4 separate regions of the Mus musculus genome follow, and all the other regions are linked to region 1. The links are chromatin contacts, called in public Hi-C and HiChIP or PLAC-seq maps. All regions are on one chromosome and are shown on one strand. Each heading gives the region's core, a stretch centred on a gene start, on an enhancer-like site or on the middle of the called end of the contact. The rest is flanking DNA. Distances are from core to core; before and after follow the strand shown.

The links. A called contact is a pair of places that touch in the nucleus more often than the background predicts. HiChIP or PLAC-seq counts read pairs in DNA pulled down with a chosen protein or histone mark.
Region 2: an HNF4G HiChIP or PLAC-seq map of pancreatic cancer cells shows a contact between it and region 1. The contact joins the enhancer-like site here to the promoter of Gjb2 in region 1. A contact is called at or near these places in 4 of 39 promoter capture datasets (embryonic stem cells, epiblast stem cells and liver), 5 of 484 Hi-C or Micro-C datasets (the HPC-7 cell line, epidermal suprabasal cells, gonadal supporting cells and 2 more), 7 of 115 datasets of contacts at active chromatin or transcription factors (embryonic stem cells, kidney, pancreatic cancer cells and 1 more) and 1 of 9 other capture datasets (embryonic stem cells).
Region 3: a contact with region 1 is called in an H3K27ac HiChIP or PLAC-seq map of embryonic fibroblasts, with 5 times the contacts expected there. The contact joins the enhancer-like site here to the promoter of Gjb2 in region 1. A contact is called at or near these places in 15 of 39 promoter capture datasets (the 3T3-L1 cell line, 3T3-L1-derived adipocytes, the HPC-7 cell line and 9 more), 1 of 15 datasets of contacts at CTCF or cohesin (pro-B cells), 3 of 484 Hi-C or Micro-C datasets (cortical neurons, embryonic fibroblasts and epidermal suprabasal cells), 18 of 115 datasets of contacts at active chromatin or transcription factors (the NIH/3T3 cell line, acute myeloid leukemia, embryonic fibroblasts and 8 more) and 1 of 9 other capture datasets (pancreatic islet).
Region 4: a Hi-C map of rod photoreceptor shows a contact between it and region 1, with 2.8 times the contacts expected there. The contact joins the enhancer-like site here to the promoter of Gjb2 in region 1. A contact is called at or near these places in 2 of 39 promoter capture datasets (hippocampal neurons and liver), 2 of 484 Hi-C or Micro-C datasets (embryonic stem cells and rod photoreceptor), 2 of 115 datasets of contacts at active chromatin or transcription factors (embryonic midbrain and neural progenitor cells) and 4 of 9 other capture datasets (adipose tissue, embryonic stem cells, liver and 1 more).

What each region holds. Positions count from the first base shown.
Region 1 is chr14:57,102,034-57,106,131 of GRCm38.p6, forward strand. It overlaps Gjb2 (gap junction protein, beta 2), which reads right to left and starts at 2,669. Exons shown (of 2, transcript NM_008125.3): 1 at 2,436-2,669. Gm32912 (a long non-coding RNA gene) reads left to right here and starts at 2,632. Exons shown (of 5, transcript XR_383459.4): 1 at 2,632-4,098.
Region 2 is chr14:57,266,402-57,270,610 of GRCm38.p6, forward strand. No RefSeq gene overlaps it. Among named protein-coding and RNA genes, the nearest start is that of Gm23593, 65 kb to the right of the region's middle. Within about 2 kb of position 2,095, at least 17 of the 459 cell types and tissues checked have an H3K27ac peak or open chromatin away from gene starts, as enhancers often do. A contact at or near this core is called in pancreatic cancer cells, where this site is marked.
Region 3 is chr14:57,315,130-57,319,187 of GRCm38.p6, forward strand. The region is part of intron 3 of Cryl1 (crystallin, lambda 1); the gene reads right to left. Among named protein-coding and RNA genes, the nearest start is that of Gm23593, 16 kb to the right of the region's middle. Within about 2 kb of position 1,787, at least 77 of the 459 cell types and tissues checked have an H3K27ac peak or open chromatin away from gene starts, as enhancers often do. A contact at or near this core is called in the NIH/3T3 cell line, the SN4741 cell line, embryonic fibroblasts and 4 more, where this site is marked.
Region 4 is chr14:57,231,947-57,236,378 of GRCm38.p6, forward strand. No RefSeq gene overlaps it. Among named protein-coding and RNA genes, the nearest start is that of Gm23593, 99 kb to the right of the region's middle. Within about 2 kb of position 2,690, at least 10 of the 459 cell types and tissues checked have an H3K27ac peak or open chromatin away from gene starts, as enhancers often do. A contact at or near this core is called in rod photoreceptor, where this site is marked.

The DNA.
Region 1 (4,098 bases), core at 1,419-3,918:
TCCCAGGGCAGGAACCTTCCATGGCTACACCTGGTCTGTCACAATCAACCCCTCTTTTGATTAATCCCATCTTCCCGGCTGTCCTGACTCACTTGCTTCCACCCCTTCCTTCCAAGCTGTAAAGAATCCTCTGACTCTTTCTTAAAAGCACCCTACCCTCCTGCTTAGCAAGTTACATCCTGTTTCGCAGTGGACTCACAGCAGGCGCAGAGAGAAGTCCCTCCTTGTCCCTAGTGGCGGTGGCAGAGCACCAGGGAACCCACTTGCTGGAACCCACTCAGCTCTGCCTTGGACAGAGGAGATAGGGCCAGGGGCATGGGAATTAAGGAATACTGACATACACCGGTAAAACATCAAGTCCTATCCAACTTGGAAAGCAGAAACAGACAGGCTCGGCAGGTTCAGCCCTGACCCATTTATACCTAGACTGTCAGAGGCCCTTTGGGAAGCTGGTTGTCCTCTGAACAGTCTCTCAGCTCCATGTGGTCTGCCCCCAACAGCAGAAGGATTGAAAAGCAACAGTGTTCCAAGTTTAACAAAACAATCTGATTGGAATTAGACCTTCTGTTCTTCCTTCCCCTTCTCCCGAGTGGAGATCAGGACATTGAAATAAACATCTACACACCTGACCCAAAATACAGAGCTGGAGGATCCCTTTGCCTGCCTATAGCATCCACAGACTAGCCCAATTATTATCAACACAGAAAAAAAAAAAAACCCTCAATTTCTGCGTAAACTGTGCACTTGTTTATAAAAGTACTTAAGTGTTTGTTGAATTTGAGTTTACCGTGTTACCCAGGATGGCTTCTAAATCCATGCAGTTGGAGTTAGCACAACATGGGGGTGGGGGTAGGGGGTTAATACATCTATAATAGCAGAACTCTGGAGGCTGAGGTAGGAGGAGTGTGCTAACTTGAGGAAAACTTTTCTGCAGAGCAAGACCCTGGCTCAAGAAAACAAACACCAAAAGAGACAAGAAAAGAAAAGAACAGAACCAAAACAAAAACAAACAAACAAACAAACAAAAAACCAAAAAATGGGAAGGCCGGATTGAACAAACAAGGTCAAGAAGAGAGAGAGAGAGAGAGAGAGAGAGAGAGAGAGAGAGAGAGAGAGAAAACTCCAAAAGAAAACCAAATAGCTGGGACATAGCTGTGGGTCCCGGCATATCTGATTGCAGCTGCTTGTCTTAAATGGCCTTTCTAAGTGGAAGGAGAGGTTAAAATTTGACCTCACAAAGGGGTTAGGAGTACTAAGCCAGCAGGTGAAATCGTCAATATTCAACTGTGGTGTAGGAGGTGATTTCCAGGCTGGCCTTAGGACTAGGTCACACGCAGGTCCCTACCTGGCATGGGACACCTGGAGATTGCCTTGAACCGGTGAATCATTCGCTCCTGAGTAGAAGGGAGCTTCTCCATGTTTATAGTATATACTGCATATGACCCTTATTTGCCTTAAAGGATACTTCGGGGAGCTGGTGGACTGCCTCTAGATGCTGACCCCACCGCACCCTCCACCCTTCTCATAATTCACTGGCTTTGCCCATAGTTCCCAAAGGACTCCGGGGTAAGTGTAGCCATGACTGAGCCAGGCTTCTCAGGACAATCCCGTGGACCTGAGCAATGGGTCCCATTTAGGCCTACGCTCCCTTCCCTTCCATTGAGGCAGCACCAAGGGGCTGATGCAATTGTCCTAAGGGACAAGTTTCTCAGCAGCACGCCATCTGTGAACCTGTGCCTTCCCTTCCAGCTGTAACGTCCCGCCTGGACGCAAATCCTTAAAAAGCATTTAAGGAAAGAAAAAAAAAAAAAGCAATCAAAATCTCCACCCGAGTGCAGGTTGGGGTTCCCCAGCTCGCGGGAGCGGCTACGGCCGCGCGTTTTGGGCGGTCGCCCACGTCACCCCAGTGCTTTAGGTGGTAAAGGTCAGTGTCTTCCCACGGAGGCTTCCTGCTTAACAAATGAAACTGAGTTTTCCTGCTCAGCTTTCGGTTAGCTAAAAACTTTTCAATGGCGGCAGACAACGCAGCCAGGAGGCCTCGGGAAAATTCTAGCGAAGGAATACTGGCGACACGTCGCAGTCGTGCGCGGAACAGCCTGGCCCCCGCGTCCCTCCCCACCCCGCGCTGTGCGGGACCTCCCGGCTCAGGCTGTGCGCGGCGGTGAGAGCAGCCGGCTCCAACCCCGAGCCGGGCCAGACGCCTGCAGCCGAAGAAACGCGTTCACAGCTCGGGTCCCTATGCACGGGTGGCGGTGGCCCGTAGGGACCGCGCAGCGCGTTCCGGCCTCGGTTTCCCAGGACCGTGGCGGCCCGCACCCCTCCTCGCACCTCACGCGTCCCTACTGGCTGAGTCTCGCGCCCCAGCCACCGTGGGGCGTTGCGGTCGGGGGCGGGTTACACCAGTGTGACTCGGTGGCGCGGATTGGCGGTCGCACCTGTGTCCGGAGGAGCGTGCAGCGTTGGGTGGCGGGAAGCGGCGAGGCGCTGTCCCCGGTAAGGAGCAGGTCTGAAGCGGGTCCCGGGGCCGCTCCTGGGTTGGTCCGAAATGGGTCGCCGGCTGATCCTGTGCTGGTCGCCGCGGGTCCCGGTGGAGGCTGCGCTCAGTGGACTGGAGCGCCGCCGACTGGCTGCGAGTTGGGAGAGCGGAGCGCGCCGCGCGCTGCGATCCTGGACACCTGTTGGCCGCGGCGCCTTTTAACCAAAGCCCTCACCCCGCCTCTCTCACCCTGGAGCGATTGAGAAAGTTGCGGAGGAGGCGGCTCCCAGTAGCCCGCCACCCCCAGCGCCACGGGCGGGGCTCTCCGGGCACCCAGAGCCGTCAGGGCCCGCCGAGTCGCGAGCTCTCCTGGAGCCTAGGTCACTCCCCACCCCACTCCGCCCCACCCCACCCCCAGCTCTCTTTGAGCTCAAGGCTCTTCCAGTGTCCTGTCCCGAGCGCAGCCTGAACAGAGCTGGTAGACCTGTGTCTTCACCCAGGACGCAGGTCGCAAAGCTCCAAGTCCCAGCTACTCGCTTTTGGGGGATTGGGTGATGTTGAAAGAGAGTTGATGTTGCTCTTACTACTCTCACTAGTGGAAAGTGTGCTGTTATATTCGAAGCTTCGCTGTAGTAATATTATATATACTTGTGTGTGTGTGTGTGTGTGTGTGTGTGTGTGTGTGTGCGTGTTAGATAAACGGACGGTACAGTTTTGTGTTGGCCTGCAGCTTCCAGTAGCGCACAGGAGACTCCTCTCCCGTAGTGCAGTGAGCTGAGGCATCTAGAATTCGGGTTCAAGGCAGACTAACAGAGGGCGCCGCCAGGGCTGGCCAAATTCTGGCTTCTATTTCTTTGAATTCCCGATTTAATTCGATCACTTTGAACAGGGTGCCAGTGGCTAGGACAGAAGAAGATGTAGAGGTGCGTCTCCAGGGCTGGCCTGGAAGTGGACTTGTCACAGTCTCTGGAGGGTTCTCTGCCTGTGCCCCCGCTCTCTGTGTCCTCTTTTCCACAACTGAAAGCATTGCAAGGAAGGGGCACCCAGATTCTGCCGGTGCAGGGGATGCGGAAGGGGGGGGGGAGCAGAAGAGGTTAGGCAAGCCCATCCCTCTTGGAGTCCAGGATGCTGGGAAGACCTGGGCAGCCTGCATCTACCTCTCTCCGCCAAGCTGTTCGTGGGTTTTGAGGGCTCGGTGTTCCACATTGCTTGGCTGTCTGGATAGTTTTGAGAGGAGTTACGGTGGACATTCACAAGAGCTAGCTACGCTTTGGGATACCTAGGCCAGCTAGCTTCACCTTACTACTTGCAACCCGAGTCCTACAGCTGCCAGGTTTGGAATGAAAACGGCACATCCCCACAAAGTTCCTTCAGATTAGCTTTACACGCAGTGAAGAGACTGATTCATTCTGACAAGGCCCGTCTGGTCGAAGGATTGGCTTTCAATGAAAGGACCATGGCTGAAGGTACATGCTTTCCCTGTAAAGCTGGCACATTGCCGCGGGCAGACCTGACTGCTCTTGCTTGGGCAGAGGAAGGTTGCACGCTCGCTTGCTACTACCCCCACCTCCTTTCTAACTGTAAGTCTTAGTCTAAGAGGGAGTGTCTCTAAGGAAGAGAGC
Region 2 (4,209 bases), core at 845-3,344, 160 kb after region 1:
ATGTCATTTTATTCCATTTGTTGAACCGAAGCATCAGATAGAACTCAGAGGGAAGGGAAGGTCTTTCCCATTTCAGTATGTCTGAGACTTTGTTTGAATTTCCAGTGTCACACCCCCTGGAGGCCATCCTGTCTCTCTGCCAGTCTGTGGCCACTCCACTTGGACGGCGCCTTCACTCTGTCCAGCAGCCGGGGCACTCAAGACCCAGGAGACTGTTTTATCTCCTCATATTTATAGAATCTAAACAAGGTAGATTCTCAACAAGTACTCATTAAATAAACTAATGACTAGATGCTCAACTTCTGGCCACTCCTAGTAATGGCTGTCTTGGAATTTGGATCAAGAACAGAAAACAACTACACACACACACACACACACACACAAATATATATGCATGTATACAGCTATATGATAGATATGTATCTCCTCAAAGCACAGAAAACATAAAATAAGACTGCAAAGATAGAGGTGTGCACTCTAAGGGACATACCATCAAGCTAAGATGCTCTCAACCACTAACCTGCATTGAAAACCTCTGGAGCCAGGATCAGGGTCTCGGTTGCCAATGATGGATGATGCTTATCCCTGAGTCATAGCTATAGCCTAGTAAAGGATACATTCCTGAGCTTATACTACTAGTAATGAATTTAAAAGCCTCACTGATCACCTTTGCAGCAGCTACCACGAACTCACACTGGAAATGCAGATAAAGCATCGCACCCACTTCTTATTCAAGGAGAACACATTTTCACCCTGTGTTCCTGTTAATAAACTGAGAATGGTCCAGCCTGCGGCGTAGCTCAGTGGTAGAGCCCTGGCTTAGTATCCACAAGGTTTAATTCCCCAACACAAAGCAAGCAAATATAAAAAGGAATGATGGTGGACCTGAGGATGTTCAGCAAGTGCTTGTCATGCAAGAAGGAGGAGCTGTTTTAACTCCCAAGAGCCCATGTAAAAGACAGATGGTTGGGAGATGTACATTTGCCATTCTAGCACTGCAAGATAGAGACGGGAGGGTCCTTACAGGCCACTGGGCAGGTAATTTAGCCAAATCATAGATCTCCAGGTTAGACACTGTCTGAAGAAATAGATGGAGAAAGAAGACAAGTGATGTCGACCTCTGACCCCTACACACGTACAAATAGAGGCATGTGTACCTGACACATATACATATACATAGCACGCATGTGTGTGTGCGCGCACATACACTAGGAACCTGTGTTTCTCCTTTTTACCATCATTTAGACTCAAGAAAATGTTTTCTGTCTAAAATACCACATGGCCAGGCATCTTCCTGCGAATCCTCTCAAAAGGCCTGAAGGATAAGAGACACATTCCGACGTCAGGGACATTTCCCAGTCGGCTTCAAGGATGTAAGCGAGATGAAATGGAGTTATTTGGAAGAATCGTGCAGGTGAGGAGGAGGAAGATGAACAAAATCCCTCATGCTGTTGACTGCACTGAGAACACAAAATGGAAAGGCCGTTTTTCAAAAAGAAAGAGAAGACAAGAGAAAGATAAAAGGATCAGTTAATATGGTCATGTAGGTATGGAGAGTGGCATTGGTTAGATGGAAGCCAGAGACTACCTGCAGTCTGGCTGGCTAACCACCAGGCAAGGCTACCCCTGCCCTATGTCAGGGTGGACAAGCCAGAATTCTGGTTGGGACATGAATTCTACATCAGAGTGCTGGAGGGTGACAGAGAGGAGGTGACATTTGCACCTGAACTGATAGAAGATACAGAAAGTCGAAAGCCTACAGAAAGCTGAAGAGGTAGCTTATCTCTACTAGGTGCAAATGAGCCCCCTCTCTGCACCCCACCCCAGCGAGGAGACACCTTTTCACTAGGAAGATAAAAGGCTGGGAAGGGGAGCTTGAGAGAGACCCAGTCCTCTACAGGCCCCAGCTCCCTTCCCTTCTACAGCCTTTGGCTTTGGGCAGGAAGGATTTGGGGACACAGTGGCAGATGTCCTTTTGGCACTGAAGGTCCTATCTATACAGAGTGTTCTTTCTGGACAGCTTTTAAGTGCTGACTTTAGAGCTGAGGTGTGGCATGGCGTGGCATGGACAAACCTGGTTAACTTTTACCTCAAAATCTGACTCAGCCCACAGGATCTTGAGAAACAATGACTGACTAAGCTTCCTACCCTGTGGTCTGTACTGCTCAGATCCAAGCAACAGGTGAAAGTCCCAACCACAAGTTTCTTAGGACTGAGGGTGTGGCTCAGTAGTACTACACTCACCTAACATGTGTTATAGTTTTGAGCCCCGGCACCACAAAAATTATTTTTCTCTTCTTCTTGATTTATCTTGTGGTGTTGGCCCTGAAAAGCGACACTGGCAGAGACAGTTTGAAATCCAGACTTGGAGAGTCACCTCCTTTCCTGTCAGTGAGAGATGAGAAGGACCCACAGATCTCTCCAGAGTCACCCAGAATGCATAGGGAGGTAGACAGAGTTTCCAGCAGTGTTATTAGAAGGTTGAGAGAGACCAGACTCATGCCTCACACCATGTAAAACCATGAGGGGTTGTATGCTGTTGAGGCCATCCCTGTGCCCCTGTGACCCTACCTACAACTGCTAGCTACTGGGCTCGCATTATAAGCCCCAGACACTAAACAATCTCATATCAACATAAGACACCAAGACAACAGGAAGCAAGGTCCAGAAGGATTGGGCAACTTGCACAAAGCTTCCTACTGCAGAGGGCAGGCAGTCTGGCCCCAGAGTCCAGGTTTCTAACCTCCGTGTTTTGTGACTTCTCCGAGCCATCCACAAGGTACAGTTGCATGGCATTAATCTTCAAGTCCATGCTACATTGGTCTTGTCTCCCATTAGCAGCAGCTGGCTTCCCACTCTTCTGAAGGGGACCATCCAGCTCAGAAATCTGTTCTCAGGTTAAGTCTGTCCTCTCATCAGAATTCACAACTGGGTGATGAGGACACAGAATGTGTCATGAGCTAAACATCAGACCCCAAGACTTGCCTGAACACCAACATGTCCCCATGGTCTAAGTCCCATGGATTGGAGCTCTTATTTGCAATGAAGAAATGCATTCTGCCTCATCTTAAAATGGCTTCCTGACTCATCTGTCTTCCTCTCTCCTAGTCCATTCCCCAATTGTCATGGTGACTCCTGGCTGCCCTTGGTGAGGCTCCTTTTTCCCAGGCCAGGCTGGAGCCTGTGTTTGCCTGTGTACATCTTCCCAGAGTAGCATAGGTCTAGAGTCTCCTTTCCACATCCCAGAGAGGTCTGCCAGCCCTCCAGCACAAGCAGTAAGCTTGCTGCTTCCATAACCTTGGAGAAGGTCCCTTGGGAATCCTGTAAGTTTCATCTACATCTAAGGAAGTTTGTTTACTTGCTAATTAACTTCCCCTCCCCACCATCTACACTCACCTACAATACCATACACTTCCTAAAGCTGGGGGTGCAGGAACTAGGTTAAATCAGTGGTGGTAATGGCGGTGATAGTGATGGTGGTGGTGGTGGTGGTGGTGGTGGTGGTGGTGGTGGTGGTGGTGGTGGTGGTGGTGATAGTAGTATTTAGACAGAGATAGTGGTGAGAGTGATGAAGGTGTTTGTGATGGTATTGAGCAATTAGTGGTAAGTTACTGAATGTTCAGTAAGATCTTGCATTAGACCCCAGCACTCTGCGCTGAGATCATCTACTATATGTCAAGATACTTGGTTTCTCTACTGCATACTGCTTCATCTGTACATGGTTGAATTAGTTTACTGAGGTTTGTCATACATGGGAAGCCAGCCAGGGGAGGGTGATGGAGGTCATGTCCACCAAACTCTGGTCTTGATGATTGAGAGTCCCTAGAGCAGGAGGTCCAATGTTAATTGCACTATGGCTTTTAGTATAAAAATAATACATGCTTGTGATAAAAGCCAGAGTATAAAGGAAAACACACATGCACACACACACACACAAACACAATTAGAACTATTCAGAAATAAGCAAGCTTAACATTTCGAGGTCCTTCCTCCCAGGTGGTTTTTATGAAAATCTCCATGTGTGAACTAACAGCCTGTTATTCCCCAGTTGACAGATCAAGACCTCAAGGGGCTCTGGAGACTGACCCAGCTCTCCTTTCTCTGGAAAATTCCCTTTCTCACAAGAAGTTCTAGTGTTGCCGGCTTTGACCACATGAGAAATCACCTTTCCACAGGAGCTATACTTGGTGTGTGCTGATGAAGCCCCTA
Region 3 (4,058 bases), core at 537-3,036, 210 kb after region 1:
TATTGTCTGCTGGAGAGTTTGAGATTGAACAGAGTCTCAGAAGAATATATAACTGACAGACAGATAGATAGATAGATAGATAGATAGATATACAGATACTCACAAGAAATAATAAACAAATAAAACAGAGGCTAGAGAGGTGGCTCCAAGGTCAATGACATTTGTTGCTCTTGCAGAGGACCTGGGCTCAGTTCCCAGCATCTACATGGTAGCTCATTGCCATCAGTAAGTCCAGTTCTGGGGCATTCAGTGCCCTCTTCTGGCTCCTGTGGGTACTAGGAACACACAGGTGCACAGATATGCACACAGCCAAAACACTCATCACAAAAAAATTAAAATTCTTAAAAAATATTCTTCTTAAAGTTTTATTCAAAAGGGAAGGGGTCCACACTGTGTGTGTGTTTAAACCTTTTAAAAGTATAATCGGGCCATATGAGCGTCACATCTCAAAGAGAACCAAAGAACAGAGTCATTTAAGAACTGTAAAGCCCATTGTGTTCTGTCCCCTTATCAAAAAAGGAAAAAGAGCCACAGTGGCTGGCCGTTCCCACTGAGTCCCTCCTGGATCACTTAAGTCTGTGAGGTTGGTTCAGTTTAAATGGAGCCTTGGAGTCAAGCCAGAGGTGAAGGCCGACTCAGAGATCCTGTGAGCCCCGAAAAGAATGGCCTCATTGTGCGCTGTCATGCAGATTCTCCTCTGAAATTCTATGCCTTTTCTCCAAATCGTTTGATCATGACAGAGGCAAGAAAACTTGAACCAGAGGAAACCCAAACCTGCTACAATTATGTAAGGGTTTCCAGTGGCCTGCTGGCTTGACATTTGGTTGCTCTTGCTGTGGTAGCCCAGTTGTGTGAGATGGATGGAGTCACAGACCTCAGGCTTCAAGCCATGTCAAACGCTGGGCTCAGCTCCCTGCTGTCCACAAAGGTAGCTCATTTTAGTCAGGACCTCAGACCCCAAAGGCTGCCGCCCTCCTTGCCCTGAAGGGTGTATAGATGGGTCAGATAGCTAAGGCAGAGGGGTGTGGCCACTCACTTGTCTCTCCTCCACACCCTCCTGCTTCTCCAGTCAGTCTGCCTTGGAGGGGTGCATTTCTATAAAAAGCTGCTTTGTGTGAAATACTTCAGTGGCTGCCATCACCACAGCAGGCAACCAGCTTGCCTCTGCCTAATTAAAGTCTGACCACATCTCCCTACAGAGCTGGTTTATATTGTTTGTTTGTTTGGATTTGCTTCGTTTTGAGGGAATGGGAATGAACGCCACATCTAACAAACGATCCGGTCACACACAACCAATACCGCAGGCGTGCCCAGATTTGGGCAGCAAAACCAAGCAATGAACACTTGGGAAGTAGATTATGACAAAACTTAATTGTTAATTAAGAATTCCTTTTTTTTTTTTTTTTTTTTTTGGTTTTTCGAGACAGGGTTTCTCTGTATAGCCCTGGCTGTCCTGGAACTCACTTTGTAGACCAGGCTGGCCTGGAACTCAGAAATCCGCCTGCCTCTGCCTCTCAAGTCCTGGGATTAAAGGCACGCACCACCACCAGCAGCAATTAAGAATTCTTAATGGCTGTCGAAATCAGCCTCCTTTTTTTTTTTTTTTTTTTTTTGGTCTGAGGCAGTAGTCAAGGCTGACCTCCCACTCGATATGTAACAAAGGCTGATGTGAAACTCTAGCAGCTCCTGACCTCCCACTTCCTCCCCTCCCCCTCCCCCTCAGGCTTATGCAGCATTAGGGATCTAATTCAGGGCCTGACAATTGAGTCACATCCCTGTCCAACTCTCACTAGCCTCCAGACCCAGACATTAGATGAGGCTAACCGTCAACACTGCTGCTTTTGCCCCTTCCCTTCTCAAACAGAGGAAACTGAATGATGGAGTTATGAGTATACTTTTTTTTAACTACAACGTTTATAAAAGTAAATGTCAGGCAAATGGCAGTGTCTGGTCGGCAGTTAAAGCTACCCGGATGGTTGAGAGCTTTCAGGGCTGTACTTGGGTGAATCTGCGCAGTGGCAGTCGGTCAGCTCACTGGGCTGGTTCCCAGAGAGGGCACAAGTACCTGCTTTTCAAGTCCTGCCTGCTGGCCACAGGACACGCAGTCCCACAGACGGTTGCCATGAAAGGCAAAGATGAGGTTTTGCTGAGTTTTGATTTTTTTTTAATGGCTCCCACCCCACCCTGCCTCACCCAGTCACCCCACACAATTTAAATAGCATCCTGTGACTCATGTAAAATATGTGGATGAAAACTTCAATGTGCTTTCCAAGAAAACCCACATATGACTGTAGTGCCTGAAGTATTTTACACACAACGTGGTTCTAGGAGCGGGTTTGACTGTGGAGGAAGCCGACTGGGAAGGCCAGGGAGACACTCTTGGGCTGGAGGGGAGCAGAATTCAGACAGCGCAGGCAGACTGTGAGGCCCTCTCACCTTGTCATCACCGCCTCTACTTTCTCCTCAGTGTCTTCCCCAAGAGCGCAGCCTTTACAAGCTATCATCAGGCTGCCACTCCTGAGGAGATAGACAGGAAAAGGGAGAGAGGAAGAGGAGGAGAGTCCTGCTCCGGAGGAAGTGGTGTCAAAAGGAAAAGATGTTCATTTTCAACACCAACCTCTCAGCCAAATGAATGGTACTCTGCCCAAACCAGGAGCTCATTTACCCCTGAACATCAAATTAAAGTGTTTTTGGTTGCTTGGTTTTGAGGGTATTAAAGGTGCTCACTCTGCTAGCCTAGAAGTTCCTGCAATGATCCAAAACAAACTACACCCAGAGATTTTCCCAAGGGAAACAGCAGAGCAGAGCCTCCTGGGCAGGCGGGAGGTGGGGGAGGGCAGCTGGGAGAGAGGGTGAGAGGTCAGTTCCCTGAGCTTAGGTGTTCTGCTTATAGAGATTAATGCTGTCTGTTCGAAAATGCAGTCCTGCCTCCGGTGACCTCACAGCACCTCAGAAACAAATGTGGTTCAGCGCCATCCCTCTGAGTACCTTCTCCCATCCTCATTCCAGGGATACTTCTGTACCTTTTATGAGATCATTTATTTAGAATTTAAATGCTTGACATGAAAAAAATAATAGAATAAAAACAGTTCACTTACATCCCTATGTCATCGCTCTAGGGTATTTCTAGTCTTTCCTAGGAGGAAGAGGTGATGTCAGTCTAAGTGCCATGTGCTAAGCCATTGTATGGATGGAGCTTCAAGGGAAGTGACATTCTTAAATACAAGTCACTGAGGTTTCTTTGTTCTTGTAGGGTGTTTTTTGGTTTGCGTTTATGGGTCTGTGTGTTTGTTTAGACAGGATCTCATGTGGCTCAGGCTAGCCTTGACTTTACCCTCTGTCTCCCTGTCCACCTCCCAAATGTTAGGAGTACATGTGTGAGTCACTATACTTGGTTACAAGTTGGTTAAACTTTCAACAACAAAAAAGAAAAAGAAAAAAAAAAAAAAAAAGCTGCCCAACCACAGTAGACCAGACCAGGATCTCACTCTGTAGCCCAGGCTGGTCCAGAATTCACTAGGTAGCCTAGGCAAACCCCATCTCTGCCTATGGCTGTACCACCATGCTACATTTTAAAGAAGACACTCTGCTATTTCCAATAAGTTAAAAATCCACTTTAAAGCCACAACATTTGTTTTATTTAATGGTGACAGCCAGATTCCATGCTTGCTTCTCTTCCTGATTCCTTATCTATCTGATCTGTTTTCCTCACCTATGCACTGAAGAGAAGAGCACACACACTGCTCTTGCTTGAGGCAACACTTCATGTGTCCCCGGCTGGCCTCACTGTGGAGCTGAAGATTACCTTACATTTCCCATTTTACAGGCACCCAGCACCAGGCCTGGTGCCTTGTGGCACTTGGCCTTCTGCAAGCTAAGCAGGTACTCACCATCCCCAGCCTGTTTGTGTTGTAACTTCATCTGGGATAGGATCTAGCTGGATAGCCATGACTGGCCTGGAATCTGGTTCTGGCCTGGCCACCTACTTTTGGAGATCCTCTTACCTCTGCCTCTCAGTGATGAGATGACACACACACACCACATCCCTCTCTCACCTC
Region 4 (4,432 bases), core at 1,440-3,939, 130 kb after region 1:
TTAGGTTTACTCCTCAAGGTAGTTCTTTCTTCTGTTGATCCCCGTTTCTTCTTTTACTGCTCTATGTCTTCTCCAAACCCTTCACTTTCATGTTTGCTGAAATGTATTTGAAGAGCTGTCAGTCCATGCTAGCTTGCTAATGCAAGGTAGTCGTGCACAAGGGTGTGTGTGTGCATGTATGAGAGAGGGAGGGAGGGAGGGAGGGAGGGAAGGAGGGGGAGAGAGAGAGAGAGAGAGAGAGCTTGAACTTGAAACTCTCCTGCATCAGTTTCCCAACCGCTGAGAAAATATGTGTGTCCCTGAACTTTCGGTTTCCTTCTGAAATTTTCAAATTCTCTTTAAATTGTCTTACTGCCACCAAATTTCAAGTTTTCTTAAAGTTCTCCTTATACTTCTAAGCCTAAAAATGTGATATAAACAACAGAATCAAGCTGGAAGACCACAAAAATTACTTTATATTTATTCTCTATCAGCTTTCTACCATCAGCCATAGGTGTAGAATTTCTTTCTTTACTGTCGGGTTTTAATTTTTTTAAAAAATTGTAAATGTCTTCAATTGCCATAATTACAGCAAGTTCTTCTCAACACGGATGTATGGGAAATGTTCAGGAAAATTTCCACAACTGTTGCTAATTACACTCAGTTGTTGTATTTGTATTTTATATACCAGACACATACAGACAAAATATATTTAAACACACCTACTGGTAAACTTCATCTTTTACATTTTACCTCACCCTTTTAATCTGTTTTGTGCTGTCCCTATGATAGTCTTTGAGAAGGTACTTAAAACAAAACAAAACAAAAAAACAAAACTAAACAAAAAAACAAAAAGCAGACTTATTTCTTACAGATCTGGGAAGTCCCAGATCACCATGGCATTGGGTTCAGATCTCTGGTGAGGGCTGTATCTTCTCAGAAAAGAGGAATGTTGTATCTTTATGGCTGGAAGTTCCAACGGGAAACAATGACTCTCTGTCAGTCCCTTTCATGAGCATATAATCGTCCTCACTAGACCCTTGCCCTCATGATTCAGTCCTCTGCCTAATGTCTTACTTAAATTTCTTCTATTATTTTTGAGATTATACTATGATTATATCATCTCCCTTTCCTCTTCCAAGCCCTCCCATATACCCTTCCTCACCCTCTTCAAATTCATGGCTTCTTTTTTCTCATTGATTATTGTTATATACATATTTTTTGTATATACATGTATATTCCCAAATACATAAATATAACCTGTTTGGTCTGTAGTATATTACTTGTCTGTATGTTTTCAGAGCTGACCATTTGTATTGACTAGCTAGTCAGTTACTAAGCTAGCCCTCAGGGAGGAGACACTAAGGTCAATTCTCACTCAGGAGCATCTCTTGTTTCTGAAGTGCACGGTGCCTTCAGTGATAGGGGTTTATCTTCTACCTGGAGGGCAATAGCCATATCCTGTATGCTTTGGGAGTCTCTTGTATACTCCATACCAACAACTCCAACGCTCCTTGCCTTGCTTCCCTTCAGTGACGAATGGCAGTGTGGAAGAGCACGCCAGGTAAACCCTTTCCTCCCAGGTTGCTTTAGGTCATGGCGATTCCTCACAGCAACTAAGATGCCCCCTTTCCCAGATCCCCAGTCAGATCATTTGTATCCTGCTCTTCTCTATTGTTCCCCCACTCCCCATTCTCATGTATGGTCCTGTTTTTATTTTCCTGGTTTCTGGAGTGACTACGGGATCTGTACTCACATCTAAAGATTTGGATCTAGAAACCTCTGATGGAAGAGAACACACAATGTTACTTCACGCGATAGGATAGTGTCAAGTTCCAGTCATTTGCAGAGCTGGGCCCTGGAGAAGGCAGTGGGAGATCCATCCCTTCCCTCTCCTTTGTGTTGAATCTCAGCTTGTAGTTATAACCAAATTTTACATTAAACCTATTTGGTATTATTTTTACTACTTCACATCACATATTATACATAGCTCTTTGAAAACAAAACAAAAACAAAAACCGTTACCTCGGGACTAGAGAGATGGCTCCTTGGTTAAAAGTATTGGCTACTTTCCCAGAGAACCTAAGCCTGATTCCCAGCACCCAAAGGACTGCTTACAACCAACTGAAACTCCAGTTCAGGGATCCAACACCCTCTTCTGGCCTCTGTAGGCACCAGGCTTGCATGTGGTACCCAGACATTCGTGCAAGCAAAACACTCATACATATAAAAATAGATAAATAAATGCCTATTTAAAACCCTTGCCTCATCTGAAATTATCTGAATGTTGATTTCTTTGGATTCCCTTTCCTTTTGCCCTTGGGAAAAATAGGTCACCCCTGTGTCAGTTACTGTATGTTTTGGTCACTGTTCATAGTTTTAGAGAGGATGTCTAGGAGGGCAGGGTCACCTGTGGTGTGGCAATTGGGAGCTCCATGTGCAGAAGGAATGCAGACACAGCAGCAGAGAGTGCAGGAGGCCCGGAAGGTTCCACCATCCCCACAGCCCCACTTCCTCCCTCTGCCGAAGGGGTTGGGGGTCAGGCAGAGGCTTTAAGAGGGGCGTGGACAGGGTAGATTTCTGTTTTGGGAAAACCATCTATCAGAGGGCAGAGGACAGGGTGGAACCCAACACAGCTGAGAGCTTGCAAGGGGCTGGGCTGGGCAGCAGTGAAGAGGAACCTCACAGGGAGGAGCCCCTGGGGTGCAGGGGCTCTGAAACTGCCCTGTGAAAAACACTGCCTCATTGTCTTGGCAGTTTGGGCCCTGACCCAGTAGCAGCAGGTCAGACAATTGTTATATAAAGTTCCGAAAATTCAAACCTCCCCCTTCCTCCTTCATCCTTCTTAGCTACACGTGTGTCCATGAGTGGCAGAGCAGGCACTCACATAGAGGTGTGCCCACTGCAGCGGCTACAGCACTAAAGAAAATCCCTCTCTCCCCTTCCTCTCCCCCTTTCTTTTACTTCAAAGCAGAGTCTTACTATAGGGCCCGGCCCCTGTGGGCTGCTCACTTTTAATCCTCTGCCTTGGCCTATCTAGCACTGAGATCACACACCTGCCTGTGTCACTATGCCTGGCTTCCAGCACTTCTTTGAGTGCTGACAGACACCTCAAGTGGAAAATTCTTGTCCTTGCTTCATTTGACAGATCACAGTGAAAATGGGAGCCCACTAAAAATACTTTATAGGATTACCCTCGGGCTGTGTCTGAGGCGGGTAGGTAACATAAGGAATTTCAGGGTTAGACTTTAGTCCTGTCACCAAGACATCTATCTCTTTATACATATAAAAGTATTCCACAGTCTGAAAAAAGCTCTGAAATAGAGAATGCTTCTTGTCCATAGCATCATAGATAGAGACCCTTCAGACTTGTATATAAAACAGAATTGAAAAGTCAATTCAGGTGTGCACACACACATGCATGCACGCACCAGCACGCCTGACATCTCTCAGGGCTGCCGGGCATCACTCAGGTGACTGCTTGACGTGTTGATGTTTGTGTCTTTGGCTTCTTCTTTGAGTCTTTTGTTTTTCTTCTTTTATTTTATTTATGAGACAGGGTTGAGTTCATTGCATAGCTGAGGATGGCCGCCTTCTGCCTCTGCCTTCCACGTGCTAGGTTTTTGCTGATATACTACCACAGCAGGCGTACACGGTGCTGGAGCTCAAACCCCGGACTTCGAGCCTGCAGGCAACCAATCTCTCAAGTAAGCCACGTCCTTAGCCCTCTCTATAGGTCTTTTGATAGACATTTTATTAGCATGCATTATGTACATGCATGGGTAAAATAAGCTCCTGTAGCATGTTCTCTCTCTCTCTTGAACACACACACACACACACACACACACACACACGCACACACGGAGAGAAAGAGAGAGAGAGAGAATAGGGACTCTTGAAATTTATGTTTATGATTAAATGTCAAGTATGTGTGTGTGTGTGTGTGTGTGTGTGTGTGTATACATGTGAAGACAGGTGTTTACAAACACTCAGACTTTGGACAAGTGGGCCTAGAGAAGCAGAGCCGACTTCGAGGACAAATGATCACCTCTGTTTTCTTACGGAAAACATCCTCTCCTACTTCCTAAACATAAAAATCCTTTAATGGATGGTTAGGTGGAGTGTTTGCCGAACGAGCACGAGGACCTGAGTCTGTATCTAAACTCTCCAAGTGAAGCAGAGGGTGCCTGTGATCCCAGCACTGGGGAAGGTGGGAGGCAGGGCAGGGTGGGGAATGGAGGCAGACATACTCCCGGGAGCGTGCAGAAAAGCCAATCTACTTGGGCAGTGAGCTTCCGGTTCAGTGAAAGAGCCTGTCTCAGAAAACAAGGTGGGAAGCAAAAGCAGAAAATACCCCAGATTGACCTCTGCTCTGCATGTGAACCCACATATAGGCCTATCACACACACACACACACACACACACACACACACACACACACACACGATACCTA